4 separate regions of the Sus scrofa genome follow, and regions 2, 3 and 4 are each linked to region 1. A link is a contact called in public Hi-C and targeted proximity ligation data. All regions are on one chromosome and are shown on one strand. The core of a region is the stretch at or near the end of the contact, and the rest is flanking DNA. Distances in the headings are between cores, read along the strand shown. Region 1 holds the start of CSF1 (colony stimulating factor 1 (macrophage)). Region 2 has its middle 12 kb from the start of EPS8L3. Region 3 holds the start of AHCYL1 (adenosylhomocysteinase like 1). Region 4 has its middle 41 kb from the start of EPS8L3.

The links. A called contact is a pair of places that touch in the nucleus more often than the background predicts.
Region 2: a contact with region 1 is called in a Hi-C map of embryonic fibroblasts, with 6 times the contacts expected there. A contact is called at or near these places in 1 of 5 promoter capture datasets (liver), 14 of 47 Hi-C or Micro-C datasets (alveolar macrophages, blood, embryonic fibroblasts and 8 more) and 1 of 2 datasets of targeted methods (skeletal muscle).
Region 3: a contact with region 1 is called in a targeted proximity ligation map of skeletal muscle. A contact is called at or near these places in 2 of 5 promoter capture datasets (fetal skeletal muscle and liver), 11 of 47 Hi-C or Micro-C datasets (alveolar macrophages, embryonic fibroblasts, heart right ventricle and 6 more) and 1 of 2 datasets of targeted methods (skeletal muscle).
Region 4: a Hi-C map of retroperitoneal adipose tissue shows a contact between it and region 1, with 1.4 times the contacts expected there. A contact is called at or near these places in 1 of 5 promoter capture datasets (liver), 8 of 47 Hi-C or Micro-C datasets (blood, embryonic fibroblasts, fibroblasts and 2 more) and 2 of 2 datasets of targeted methods (alveolar macrophages and skeletal muscle).

The regions. Positions count from the first base shown.
Region 1 is chr4:110,196,120-110,199,230 of Sscrofa11.1, forward strand. It overlaps CSF1 (colony stimulating factor 1 (macrophage)), which reads right to left and starts at 1,768. Exons shown (of 8, transcript NM_001244523.1): 1 at 1,570-1,768. The coding sequence starts at 1,608.
Region 2 is chr4:110,298,365-110,301,368 of Sscrofa11.1, forward strand. No RefSeq gene overlaps it. Among named protein-coding and RNA genes, the nearest start is that of EPS8L3, 12 kb to the right of the region's middle.
Region 3 is chr4:110,130,867-110,134,101 of Sscrofa11.1, forward strand. AHCYL1 (adenosylhomocysteinase like 1) reads right to left here and starts at 1,960. Exons shown (of 17, transcript NM_001201381.1): 1 at 1,563-1,960. The coding sequence starts at 1,682.
Region 4 is chr4:110,269,294-110,272,727 of Sscrofa11.1, forward strand. No RefSeq gene overlaps it. Among named protein-coding and RNA genes, the nearest start is that of EPS8L3, 41 kb to the right of the region's middle.

The DNA.
Region 1 (3,111 bases), core at 518-3,017:
TGTTTGAGGACAGCAAGGAGAGGGCAGTGCTTAACCCCAAGGGCTGCCCAGCTTTTGGAGATATTTCAGGTTTCAGTGGGGGGAGAGTACAGCTACTATGTAAGAGGCTGACTTTGAAGGTGGCCAAAAGGGACTCCTGGAGCCCTGACTTGTCCCCAGAGGAAGATCTGGACAGGCACCCAGGGGTTAACACTCTAGCTTGCATCTGGCTGGGCTGGCTCTTCTCCCCACCCCTTTCTTCCTTCCACCCACCAGCCTTGGCCTCTGGGGCAGCCACAAGGAGTCTCTGCCTCGGGCTCAGAGAGATGCTAGGACATCGCAGTCCAGCTGGCCTTCCTCACTCAAGTCCCATCCTGTTTCATCTTCCCCATCAGTCGGGTCCTCGGAGAGACCTTGGCACGGGTGGACCCTTGGGCTGCCGCTGTCTGAAACCGGCCCCCTTTTCTATGCATTTTACTCTCCTCCTTCCTCAGAGGTCTCACTTCCAGCCCCTATTTGTCTTGTTGCCTTTCACCTCATCCTTCCTGATTTTCCCTTCTGACCCCATCTCTTCTCTCTCAGTTGGGCTCTTCCTCCTCCGTGGAAGGGTTCTTCCCTCTCACCCTATCTGCAGCCCCCTCTCTTATCCTCCAAATATTTTTCTGCTTCTCTCCCCCCTGCCCCACGACCCCAGGTTGTCCTCCAGGGTTTCACAGAAGCACACTCACTGGGAGACCACTTACTGTGCAGGAATGGTGCCACCCTGCATTGTCTAGGGGTTGCCCCAGCTACAGCCCGAGGTTGGGGCGGGACAGCCCCTGTGCAGTCCTGAGCAGCCCGCAGCCCCGGTCCACAATTCTGCAACCGCAAACCCTCCTTCCACCTCCTCTACCACCACCAAGCCCAGGATCTCCCCAAGGGACTGAACCATATTTGACAAGAAGATTCAGAGCTGGCCCCACGCAACTCTGGGGCCATGTCCCCCACAGACAGACTTGATCCAGCCACCCAAGTGCCCAACAGCTCCTGCCTGTGTGCTGGAACAAGTAGTGGCTTGCCCTGGCCCCCTTTTTTTGGGCTGCCTTGGCATTCTATAAGCTGGATGGCTCCTGAACCTTCGTCATCCCGACGTGCCCACTCCCCAGCAGGACGTGTTTATGGCCGGGGAGGAATGCCCACTGGGAAAGCACCACCCTCATCTCACAGCCACTCCGCCTGCTCCTCGTTGGAGGCTGATTCATAAGGAAAAGAAGCAAGGAGGGAGCCTCTGCGCTGCAGCTGCGAAGCCCTCTCTCCTGCCGGCGGGTGGCTCAGTGTGCCCGCCTGTGCAATGGGGTGAGCAGCCCTCCCTTTCCCGGACAAGCGCTGCAGCCCCAGGAGCAGCTGCAGGGCCGTCTCTGGTTCTAGCCGGAGCGCACGAGGGGCCTCGGACAGTCGGCGCGCAAAGATGGGATGGAAACCCGAGCCCGCGGCCCGGGCGGAAGAGCCTCGGCAGCCGGCCGCCCGGGTAGGGGCTTCCGAGGGGCCGCGCCGAGCCACGGAGCTCCCGCCCTAGCCCAGCCCGGGCCCCGAGCCGCGACCGCCGCTTACCGTGGGAGGGCAGCGCCCGGCGGCGCCCGGCGCGGTCATACGGGCAGCTGGGTCCCGGCCGGGCGCGTCGGCCGCCCGCGCTCGCTCGCTCGCTGGCCGCTGCAGAGTCCGCGCCCCGGCCGAGGGCCGCGCTGCTGTCCCGGGAGTGCGGAGGGACCCACGGCAGCGCCAAGAGCACCGAGGCAAACTTTCACTTTCCCTGAGCCGGGCTCCACTGGCCAGCTCCTCGGCACAGCCTTTTAAGCGGACTTGTGAGGCATGTGGTTTATGGGAAATCACCTTGGACAGGCGCCAGACACACACACACACATGCACACACACACCCGCGCGCGCGCGCACTGACACAGACACACACTCCAGAGGCCCACTGAACCGCCTCCCCGCCCCCACCCCGCGGGCTGGTCTTCCCCGCTAGTCTTGCAGTCGCCCTCTTTGCTGTGCTCAACGACGGCGCCTTTGAGAAAGTAACGCGGGCTCCGCCGCCTCCCGTCCCCCAGCGCGCCGGCTCTGGACAGAGCCTTGCCTTCCCTTCCGCGCTCTCCAGGCGGATTGGGTGCTCTCTCTCTCTTTTTCTAATATTCGCTTCAAGGGACTTTCCCTCTAAGCCTGAAAATTCCCAAATCTGAGCAGGAAATGCTCCGAGAGTAGGGAAAAACGCTGGAGACCAATGCGAATGCTGCAACACCTTGTGGAGCTTGAGTCAGCAAGTTTGTAGGCAGCCCTCTCCTGCCTAGGCAGCCCCCCAGCAGCCCGCCCAGCCTCTCGTCTCCCAGTCTGGAGGCAGCGTCCAGGCAGAGAGGCTAACTGCCTGGCCAGAATGGGATGGATTGTGTCCTGTGACAGGGAGCTGGGAGGCTCTGCTGTGTGCCGGGAGATGCTCCCCGGCACCAGACCTGCAGGTGATGTAAATGCTGGCTGGTACCCTGCTCCCTCCTGAGCGTCCAGACCTGGGGAGATAGGCATCCTGGCTCTAGATTTCCCCCGATGTTTCTGAAAATGCTTTTACTGAGCTGATTAATCACACTTTGTCTCTACGTGAGAATGAATTTAAACAAGGCTTAATAGGGTGAGCCTGGTAATTACAATGCCAAATTTGGGAGCTTTCTCTTTCTTCAGTTGGCTGTGATTCAATGTTTCTCGCTCTCTCTGTGTGACCACCCACTGGCAGCCCTTGGAAATACAGGGCAGTCTGGTCTGGAAGGGGCATTTCTTGTCATCCACCCTCAAGCGGTAATTTTACACCTTCGTGCCCTTGCTCATAGTGGTCCCCCAGCAAAGAACGCTCCTTTCCCCACTTGTCCTTAAGGCAAACGCCTCATCCTTCAAGGTTGAAAGCACACCACATCCTTCAGCAGCAGAGCTTTCTTCCACTCCTCGGGCGGATCAATGTTTCCTGTTCCTGTGGTCTCACTGGACTGGGCTCCTTTCTCTGCGGTCTCCCTGATCCACTGTCATTCGCTCATGCCCCACATCATTCTAAAAAGTACTTAAGGTGGTACTGAGAGTTATGTTTTGGATCATCAGATTGAAACTTCACCCCTA
Region 2 (3,004 bases), core at 292-2,791, 100 kb after region 1:
CCCACCTCCATCCCACCACACAGGCAGGGGAGACAAAGGGAGCCCCGACAGAGAGGCCTGCCCGCAAATAACAGCACAAGCCTCAGTGGGGCGGGCTGGTGGGCCCTGGGGTCTGATCCAGCCCCTCCTCCTCTCAGTCCCCCGAGGGCTCCTCCCTCTGTTTGTGCTGAGCCAAGCCCACATAAAATCTCTGACCCGCAAGACGGGCCTGTGCACAAGAACTTTTCTCAAAGGAAAAGGAAAAGAAAAAGTGAAAAGGCCGACAGATGGATGGCTGTTTGAGAACAGTCTCTGACTGGAAGCTCCCCCAGCCTGGCTAGAGATGCGGGGGCCAAGGCTGGGGTCCTTGGGGAGATTAGGACTTTTCTGGTCTTTGAGTGATTCCTCCTACCCACCCCCCCCACCTGAACTTGAGCGGGGTCACATGGTCCTTGCCTAGGATGTCAGCTCCCATGTTTCTCACCGGGGCTGTCACTTTGTTTCCCTGATCGTCAGTCTTTTCATCTGTAAAGTGGGGGTCATGGCACCTTGAGGGTTGATGTGAGAATTAGAAACATAACATAAATAAATATTATAAATAAATCATAGAGCACAAAGATCACCATACAAGAAGCATCCAGATAACTAAACTTCTTATGGTAATCATTGTGCAATACACATGGATCGATTCATTATGTTGTAGATCTTTTTTTTCTTTTTTTTTTCTTTTTTTTTTCCTTTTTAGGACTGCACTTTCGGCATATGGAGGTTCCCAGGCCAGGGGTCAAATCAAAGCTGTAGCTGCCAGCCTACACCACAGCCACAGCAACGCCAGATCTGAGCCACGTCTGTGACCTACACCACAGCTTACGGCCACGCCGGATCTTTAACCCACTGAGCGAGGCCAGGGATCGAACCCAAAACCCCATGGTTCCTAGTCGGATTCGTTAACCACTGAGCCACAACAGGAACTCCCTGGTGTGGATCTTAAATGTACAGTGTTACCTGTCTAATATATCTCAATAAAACTCTTATCTGTTCATCATTGTCTCGGAACACAGCCTTTGCTCTGCTGTCCAGGATGTCTTTCCTTTTTCTCCATCTGGCAAAAATCTGACTTGTGTTTCAAGGCTTAGGTCCAGTCCCAACCCCTTGGTCAAAACCTCTGCAGCCCTGGATGAGCGGGAGCATCCTCTCCTCCTCAGGGCTTCTGGGCACTGTGTTCGCAGCCCCTCAGCCCTCAGTGGCTAAGTCGTGGGGGTCTTTGGCCCTGTGCACTGGGGTCTCTGGGCTGCAATGCTGCCCTTCCATCTTTGTGTCCCTGTCTCTAGCACAGAGGCCACTGGATATCTCTGCCAAAGGCCCACGTGAATGACCTGACAACCTTCTGTCTTAAGGAAGAGAGTGAGTGGGGCGGCGGGACCTCTTTCTCCCTAGATGCCTTTCTAGTTTGGCTTGATTCCAAAGGAGCTGGGGGTGCCCTGAAGGGCCCCATTCAGATACCTCATGATGCTGGGGCTCCCTCATCAGGGGGAAGGGTTACAGGTACCCAAAACAAGGTGTACAGCTGTAGAGCTGGGCTGGGCTGGGGTGCTCCCCTAGAAGGATGAGCACCCAACCCAAGGCTGTCCTGTCAGGTCATGGGAACCTGGCAGCTTCAGTGGCCACCCATTGGCCTTTTGAAGAAAGGAGCCAGCATGTCCCGCCCCCCGCCAACCCCCCTACCCCGACACACCAACACAAACATACAGCTGTGCACAGCTGGCTTGTTCCCTCCCTCTGGGCCCCGGTGCTCCTCCCCACCCCAGACCTGGGCTAAAGAAACATCATGGGTCGGTCCTGCCCCCTGCTGGCAACAAAAGGAATGGCCCCTCAGCCAATGAGGCTGGGGAAAGTGCAGGGACGCTGCCTGGCCAATACTGCTCCAGAAAACAAAGAACACCCACAGCCCCGGGTCCTTCCCGCTGTCCTGTGGTGTCATTATTCAACCTAACTGTTCGAGTCCAAACCCCTTGGCCTGGCAAAGTCCTCCAGGACCTGGTTCCAATGTCCCTTTCCAAACTGACGGCTTCCTACACCCTCCCCCCACCCTGGTCCCAGGTGACGCATCTGTTCTTTGTCCCCAGAACACACTGGCCAGTGTGTCCTGACCTCCAGCCTCCATGCAGACCTTCCCCTTCCAGCAACGCCCTGCCTTTTCTCTTTGCTTCAAGATCCAGGTTAAGGAATTTCCATCGTGGCTCAGTGGAAACAAGCTCGACTAGGAACCATGAGGTTGCGGGTTTGATCCCTAGCCTCGCTCAGTGGGTTAAGGATCTGGTATTGCTGTGAGCTGTGGTGTAGGTCGCAGACGTGGCTCGGATCCCACGTTGCTGTGGCTCTGGCGTAGGCTGGCAGTTACAGCTCCGATTCGACCCCTAGCCTGGGAACTTCCAAATGACATGTGGCCATAAAAAGCAAATAATAATAATAATAACAAAGAAAGAAACAAAAGCTCCAGTTCAAATCTCACCTCCTGGCTGACTGAACTTGTCCTCATCCAGAGCTCATCCCTGTCCCTGGTGGCGTGTGCCCGCCCTCGTCTCATCAGCAACTAGACTAAAGGATAGTCACATTGGAACACGCATAGGCTCAGGGGTTCAGCACAGGACCCCGCACAGAGCTGGAGCATAATCAGTGCTGGGTGGGGCAGGTGATCAATCCCAGCGCCTCATGTTTCCGTTTCTCCCACCAGCCCCCAGGGCCTTTGGGAGGCTGGCAGTGTCCCTCGGGAGGGGAAGCGGGGCTGGGCTTAAAGTGCAGGTCCCTGATGATGCTCCAGCCCCCTCGCCCTCACAGCTGTCAGAGAGAGGCGGGGCTGGGGGGGGGCTAGGCAGAGGCCCCCCTGACATGCAGCTGGACATGGGGGGAATTTGTGTCCAAGGGAAGCTGTCCCCGTCCTCAGAGTAGGCTCCAGGCCACTCCCTCCTCTCCCAGCCTCTTCTGCTCTAACTTCTGGCTCCTGTCTACCTTCATTCACTCTCTC
Region 3 (3,235 bases), core at 710-3,209, 65 kb before region 1:
AAACAAAAGACAATGGACTAAAGGAGAGAGACAGAGTTTAGGGAATCAGGGTACAAAAGCTTTCCCATTCTCTACCCTAACTCATCACAGGTATTATCCTTAAGCATTCTGCTTTTAAAGACTGTGACTTTGTCTCCAAATAGTGCAGATTACCAAGAGGTACTGCCCCAACAAAGCAGTCAGCTGAACTGAAAGCACTACAAATCGGGTTAATCAGACTAGAATCAAGGGACCTTGCACAACACTTTTGAAGGCATTCTATTGGTAAAATCTAAATTTTATGGGAAGACAGAGCTAAACCACACAATGGTACCCTGTCTTTTCAATCTTGCATTTGATTTCTGGAATAGTAGATTAATTTCTTTTAAAAAAAAATCATCTCTCCCACTTATGACAGCTTAACTCGTTCATCCTGAAGGACTGTAACTATTCCTGTGAACCCTGCTTTGTGCAGCTTATACAAACAGTGCTTCCCATCAGACACTGTAGGCAGAGATAGCCTTGAAACTCTGTCTTTATACAGGAGGGAAATGTCTATTCAGGTTTTTGCTGGTTTCAGAAAGGTCACCTCTCTGCAAAGGTTCTCTGGTCTAGGGTTAACTGCGTGCCAGGTATGCAGAAGGTCAAGGACTATTCGGCAGCAATGCTCAGAAAGTACTAGGGATCCTAATTCAGCCGCTCAGAGAGTTGGTTAGATTCAAACCTCCAAAGGTTGCCATTTAATCTTCCACGAAAAGAGAATGCGAAAGACGTCCTTAGAGCTCAACCCACAGCACAAGAGACTAAACTTGTTCTGCCTCCTAAGTGCAGTTAAGAATGAGCAATCGTTCCTTACCTCCCACCCCTCCAACCCACCCAGGCTCCTTTCTTTAGGGATGTCTCAGTGATCTATGGGCATGACTCTACGATCAACCTGTATCCATGACAGTGTCTATCACCAACCTCCAAATGTTAATTTCTTACATACGTCGAAGCAACTCGATGACCACAGAAGATGAAAATCAAAGTTTTCTTTTCAATTTCAATTTGCCCTCACAGTTTTCACCTGCATACAAGAGCTAGCTCCACGCATTTTTTCATCTTGCCTCCAAGATCACACGTAGTTGTTGGATAAACCGACCACAGCTCCCAAAGATGTGCCCAAAGAAACACTATCAGATTTACCCACTCACTTGACGGGAGATTTCCCGTACACTCTCATCCCCTGGGGCTGGTCACCGGGGTCAACTGAATTGGTTCACCCCCTCCCAGTCCCGTCTCCGAGGCCCTTCAGCCAAGAAAAGTCAGCCGCAAATTTAAGGCCCGGCCCTGCCGGGTTTCGAAAAGATCCCGAAGGATTAGGGCCGAGGGACAAAGGAAAGTGAGGTCAGGGGCGGCCTTTCCAGCTGGGGATAGGCCTGGGGCCGCTCACCCGCCACCCCTTACACGACCTCCGCCGTCCCGGGTCCCTCAAACCTCGCCCCTGAAGTCCCGAACTTGCTGGAGCCCGGACTCGGGGCTCGCTCGCGCCCCTTCCGCGAGGCCCCCGCCCGTACCCCCGCCGCCACCCAGAGCCCCCGCACCTTCTTGGGCGCCTTGGTGACGGTGGCCATGAAGGAGTACTTCTCGGCGTCCTCGATCTCCTTGGCCTGCTTCAGCTCCTCCCCGACACCGGGCAGCGGCATCGCGTCAGGCATCGACATCCCCCGGCCGGCCCGGCCCGCGGCTGCCCCACCACCCCCGCCTCTTTCCCTCACGGGCGCCCGCCCGCCCGCCCGCGCGGCGCCCTCGGACACGCGCTCGCCCACCCTCCCGCCGGGCCCCGCGCCGAGCTGCGGCCGGTGCCGAGGTGCTGGAGCCGGCGCCTCGTCGGCTCGGCGGTCCAAGGCAGCGGGACTGCTACGGCGGCCACAGGAGCGCCAGAATCAGCAACCCGGAGCTCCGACCAGCCCGCGCCGCCACCTCCGCCGCACGCAAATACGCACGCAAAGTAAGGGTAGAGGGCGGTGACGCCACGTCGGGTACTGGCAGCTCCAGGCGGGCGGGGGAGAGGCGTGGAGAAACGGCGCTCTGTCATGACGTCACCACTTTGGACTGGGCCGCCAGAAGCCAGCCCTTTCCTCCTAGCTCGCGGGTGATGAAGCTTCTGCGGGGAGCTGGACCCTTCGCGTCGCCAGGTGGCGCCATCCGCCCTGTGAGTGGCGCGTGGTTCCTGCAAGGATGCCGAGGAACAGGCGGCGGGGTGTGTGAGGCGGGGTCTTTGGAGGGCGCGGGATCCCAGGCAAGGCCTCAGAAGGGTGAGGGATGCTTGGGAGCAAGGACCAGAGCCTTGCAGTACACAGCCTAGAGCCAGTCCTAGGAAACTTCTGGGGCCCGAGCTGTAGCCCACTCACTCACTGCTCCCACCCAGGCCCTTTGAACCACAAGCCCCTTTTCAAGGGGCTGCTACTTTGAGACTTTAAGGGTGGCCAGAAGGGTCCCCAGAGCAGTGTGGTGTCTTCACCGCCCTTTGTGACCTCGCCTGCCCCGGTCTCTCCTGGGCCTTGCTTGTTTACAAGACCTTGTCGACTTAAAAAAAATGCTCAGCCTGAAAGTTGAGAGTTAAGTTTTATTTGGGGCAAAATTCAGACGTAAGCCCCGGGGACAGCATCTCAGGTAGCCCTGAGAAACCGCTCTAAGGAGGTGAGGGGGGAGCTAGGTGAGATATATAGGCGTTTTTGCTACAAAGAGCAGATTGCAGGAACAAAAGTAGTCTGGGCTCACTGAAATCATGCCCTTGATATGCACCTCAGCTTTAGGGGCCCAGTATCCTGAGTTTTCATAGCCCTTGGGGGCTCACCAGCTCACCCTTGGAGGTGACTACTAGAGGTGGCTGCATTCTTCACAGGTCACTGTGACATCTCTTCTTCTGTCCACTGAAGTACAGCCTGGTGGGGCGTGGGGTGGGTGGTATTTCAGAAGGGGAAAGGGAGAATAGCAGGATATATGCAATTAAGGTGAAGGGGGAGGTGCATACGGCCATGCACACACATTTACACAAGTTTCTTGCTGGCCTCTTGAAGGTCACTACTAGTCCCAAGGAGCAGACACCACCCTGAAGGATTTTAGAGTTTTTCCAGATACGAGGAGGTGCAAGAATTAGGCACATAAAATCTTCTCCTAAAAATAATGTATCTGAAGACCTGTTCTTCCAGTTTTCCCAGAGTGCCTCACTCCTGATCTCCACCCTGAGCTCCGCTCAGAGGGTGCTTCGGGT
Region 4 (3,434 bases), core at 373-2,872, 73 kb after region 1:
TTTGTGTAATCTGCTGCTCATATTTTCCCCAGCTTGTCCTTTGTGTGTTGACTTTGTATATAGAGCTTTTGTTGTCAGAACTTTACAAATTTTATGTGGTTCAATGTATCAGACTTTTCCGGTTTTCTGCCTCAAAGGTCTTACCCTAAAATAACAAAACATGGACTCGTGTGTGTGGCTTTTTTTCCCACAACGTCTGTGGCGTCGTTTCATATTTAAATATTTTACCCATCTGGAATTTAAAACATTGTAGTATACCTGTGAGGAAAGGCTGAATTTTCTTTTTTTCAAATGGATAACCAGTTGGGATGTATGAACTCTGTGAGATTCCAGAACCTTCGTAACTTTCCTGCTGTTCTGATTTTTGTGAACGTCTCATTCCCTGGAGCGATTAGAGGAGGTGAGAAGGAACATGGCAGGTGCTTGTCTTCAAGTTCAAGGACAACCAGGAGGGCAGGATACAGTGAGACTGGGATGCAGTCTTCAGGCAAGGCAGGGAGGATGCCCGGCGGTGCCCAGAGGAGGGGAAGCGGCTGAGCCCTGCAGTGGAGAAGACAGGAGGGCAGGAAGCGTCATGCTCCTCTTGAGAAGACTCCAGGGACCAAGAGAAAGACCCTGCAGTGTGGGCACCCCCCCCATGCTCTGTGCCAGGGAGCGTTCTGTTCTTCTGCCACCGCTTTCCAATGTTTCCACCCAGAGGTCTGGGCCGATTGGCATGTGTTCCTTCCTGAGTGTTTTTTGACCCCATACCCTGTGCCCAGGAAAGGAGCTCCATATCTGGCATGGTGATAACAGAAGTCGGCCATCAGAACCCTGAGACAGCAAGAAGAATGCTTGTGGGGATGCTGTCGGGCTGCCGGAGGCAGGAAGTCATTTTACAAAGATTTCCTTCAGATGTGGCATTTACAAGTTTGTCCTTTGGTTGTGAAACAGTATTTCCCTGAGTGTTGGGAAAATAAAAATAGCTGTATTATTAACAGTCATGCCCACACATGCCTTCCTCTTCCCTGGAAGGGCTGTCCTGTCTGGGCTGCCTGTCCTGTTTGGGAGAGGTCAGAGGTCCAGACACCCTAAAGGAAGAGCACCCCCAGCGGCTGCCGTCCTGGCCTCTGGAGCAAGGGCTGGAGGTCAAGGGCTCCAAGCTGCCAGCCGCAGCGGCTTCTACAAGAGCACACGTACATCTCTCTTCCTACATTGCCCTGGACTCATCTTTCAGGCAGCCTTTCCCACTAGAAGGCACGAGTCATGCATCTTGGTGTGGTAGGGGCTCCATGGATGGCTGGATAAATGAATGAATGGCTCGGCGATGCTGGAGAGTGGTTTTCAGTGCCAGGGCGGACCGGGGAGGCCGGAGAGCAACCGATGGGGGGGGGGGGGCGCACAGCCCCCTACCTCTGCTTCCTGGCACATAGGTCTAGCTGAGAAATGGCCATCACCACCCAGCCCCGTGCTGTCACCCTCCCTCCTCCCCGGGGTCGGGGATGGCAGGGCAGGGCGGCCTCTCCTCCCTCAGAAGCTTCAGCAACTGCAGGCCCCGTTGGTCACCCACCCGCATTCCCTGAGCCCTTTTCTGCTGACTCACTGCAGTCCCCCTGGTCCAAGCTTCCCGCCAGTTCCTGCCAGAAGCCCAGTGGGGCTAAAGGCGAGGGAGGGAGGAGGCCGCGGACACTGCATCAGGTCCCTGGAATGCTCTGCTGGCCCGGAAGCAGCGCCGACCCACTTCCCGGTTTCTGCTGCTCTGAAGGGATGGCCAGGACGTGGACGATCTGGGGGGCTGAGTGGACGCCTCTGTCCCCGACTCAGCCCCAGCCAGGCCCTCTCCAACCCCCATGGCAGAGAGCAAGGCTCCCCCAGCCCCTGCCCTTGCTGCTTGGGCTAAAGCACCTGCGACAGTGTGCGCTGTTCCTGCGTGTGGCTTTGTGGGACTGTGGTTGTGTAGGATGCTGTGAGCCTATGCGTGAGTGTGTGGATTCAGAGTCCCTGTCCCAGTGTCCACTTGTGTGTGACCACACACAGATGAACAATGTGAGTGTGAATGTTTGTGGTTAGGACTCACTGTGCACAGTGTGTGTGGTTTCGTGTGTTTGTGTGTCGTGGCCTGTGAATGCAGGGTGGCCTGGGGTTACCTGTGACTCTAGGTGGCTGTGTGCTGCTGACAGTCATGGTGTGTGGTGGCAGTGCTTGTGGATGGTTGTGTGTGACTGGGTGGGCTTTGCACGATGCTTCAGGGCCACATGTGTGTTCCATGGCACAGGCTTAGAGAGATGAGCGGTCTGCAGCCCAATTCCACGGTAGGTGAAGGATCGGGGTGTGTGTGTGTGTGTGTTTCTGTTGTGTGTGTGCTTTCTCCTATGTGTGTTTCTGTTGTGTGCTTCCGCCTTTTCTAAGTTCTACCTCTGAGGATCCTGTAACTTTTTTTTAATGGCCGCACCCACAGCACACAGACGCTTCCGGGCCAGGGATGGAATCTGAGCCACAGCTGCAATGCCGGGTGCTTGAACCCTCTGTGCCAGACCAGAGATCGAACCCACGCCCCCTTGGTAACCCAAGCCACTGCAGCCAGGTTGCCAACCCACTGCACCACAGCGGGAACTCCAAGCCTGTAACTTTTGCAAGGAAGTAAAACCAGGTTGGAGGAAATTCTTCCTCCGGGTCACTGACGGGTTTTAGAGTGATTTCTTGGAACAGGCCAGGCTTCGGGGTAATGCCAGCCATCTGAGCTCTCAGAGCAGCTTCCAGTGCTCATGGAGACCCAGCACAGCCCCAGTGCAGCCCTGGCTTAGGCCCAGGCGGCCCCCCACTATAGGGGCACAGCCAGCCTCTCTCGGCCCCGAACATCTGCCCCCAACCCTCCCCATACCAACTGGGTGCGAAGGGAACACGGGCACCCAGCTCTCCTTCCTTTCCTGGCCTTGAGACATGCCTTTTGTGGGGTTCGCCCCCACCCTAGTCCTTCAGAGAAAGCAGAGGGAGAGGCAAAACATCCCGCGGGAGGGCTTTAGAAACGTTTCAGACTTTTACAGATGCCTGCAGTCCTGGCCCCCGGACAGTTGCCTCTGGGCTTCTGGCCTCCACTTTTCTGCCTGAGGAGGTGGGTGAGCCTCCCACCTAACGGGCCCCAGGTCAGGTGACCACACCCCGGCAGGACCCTCGCTCACCACCACCGCCTCTCCTGCAATTGCAAAGGGCCCCTGCCTCTCTGAAGAGACTCCAGCTCCCAGGGCCATGGCTCTGCCCAGAAATGACAGAAATGATCCCTGTGGTTTGTCATCTACAGACCAGAGTTGGGCAACAACTGTCCAGATGTGTGAGCCTCAAGTTGCTTCTGCCTCTGCTGGGAAAGCATGTTCTACGCTCAGGTCTGGATGGGCCGCGTGGCTGGTTCGGTGCCAGGCTGAGGGCGAGTGAGGTGCTAGCGGGTCAGCAGGAGGCCG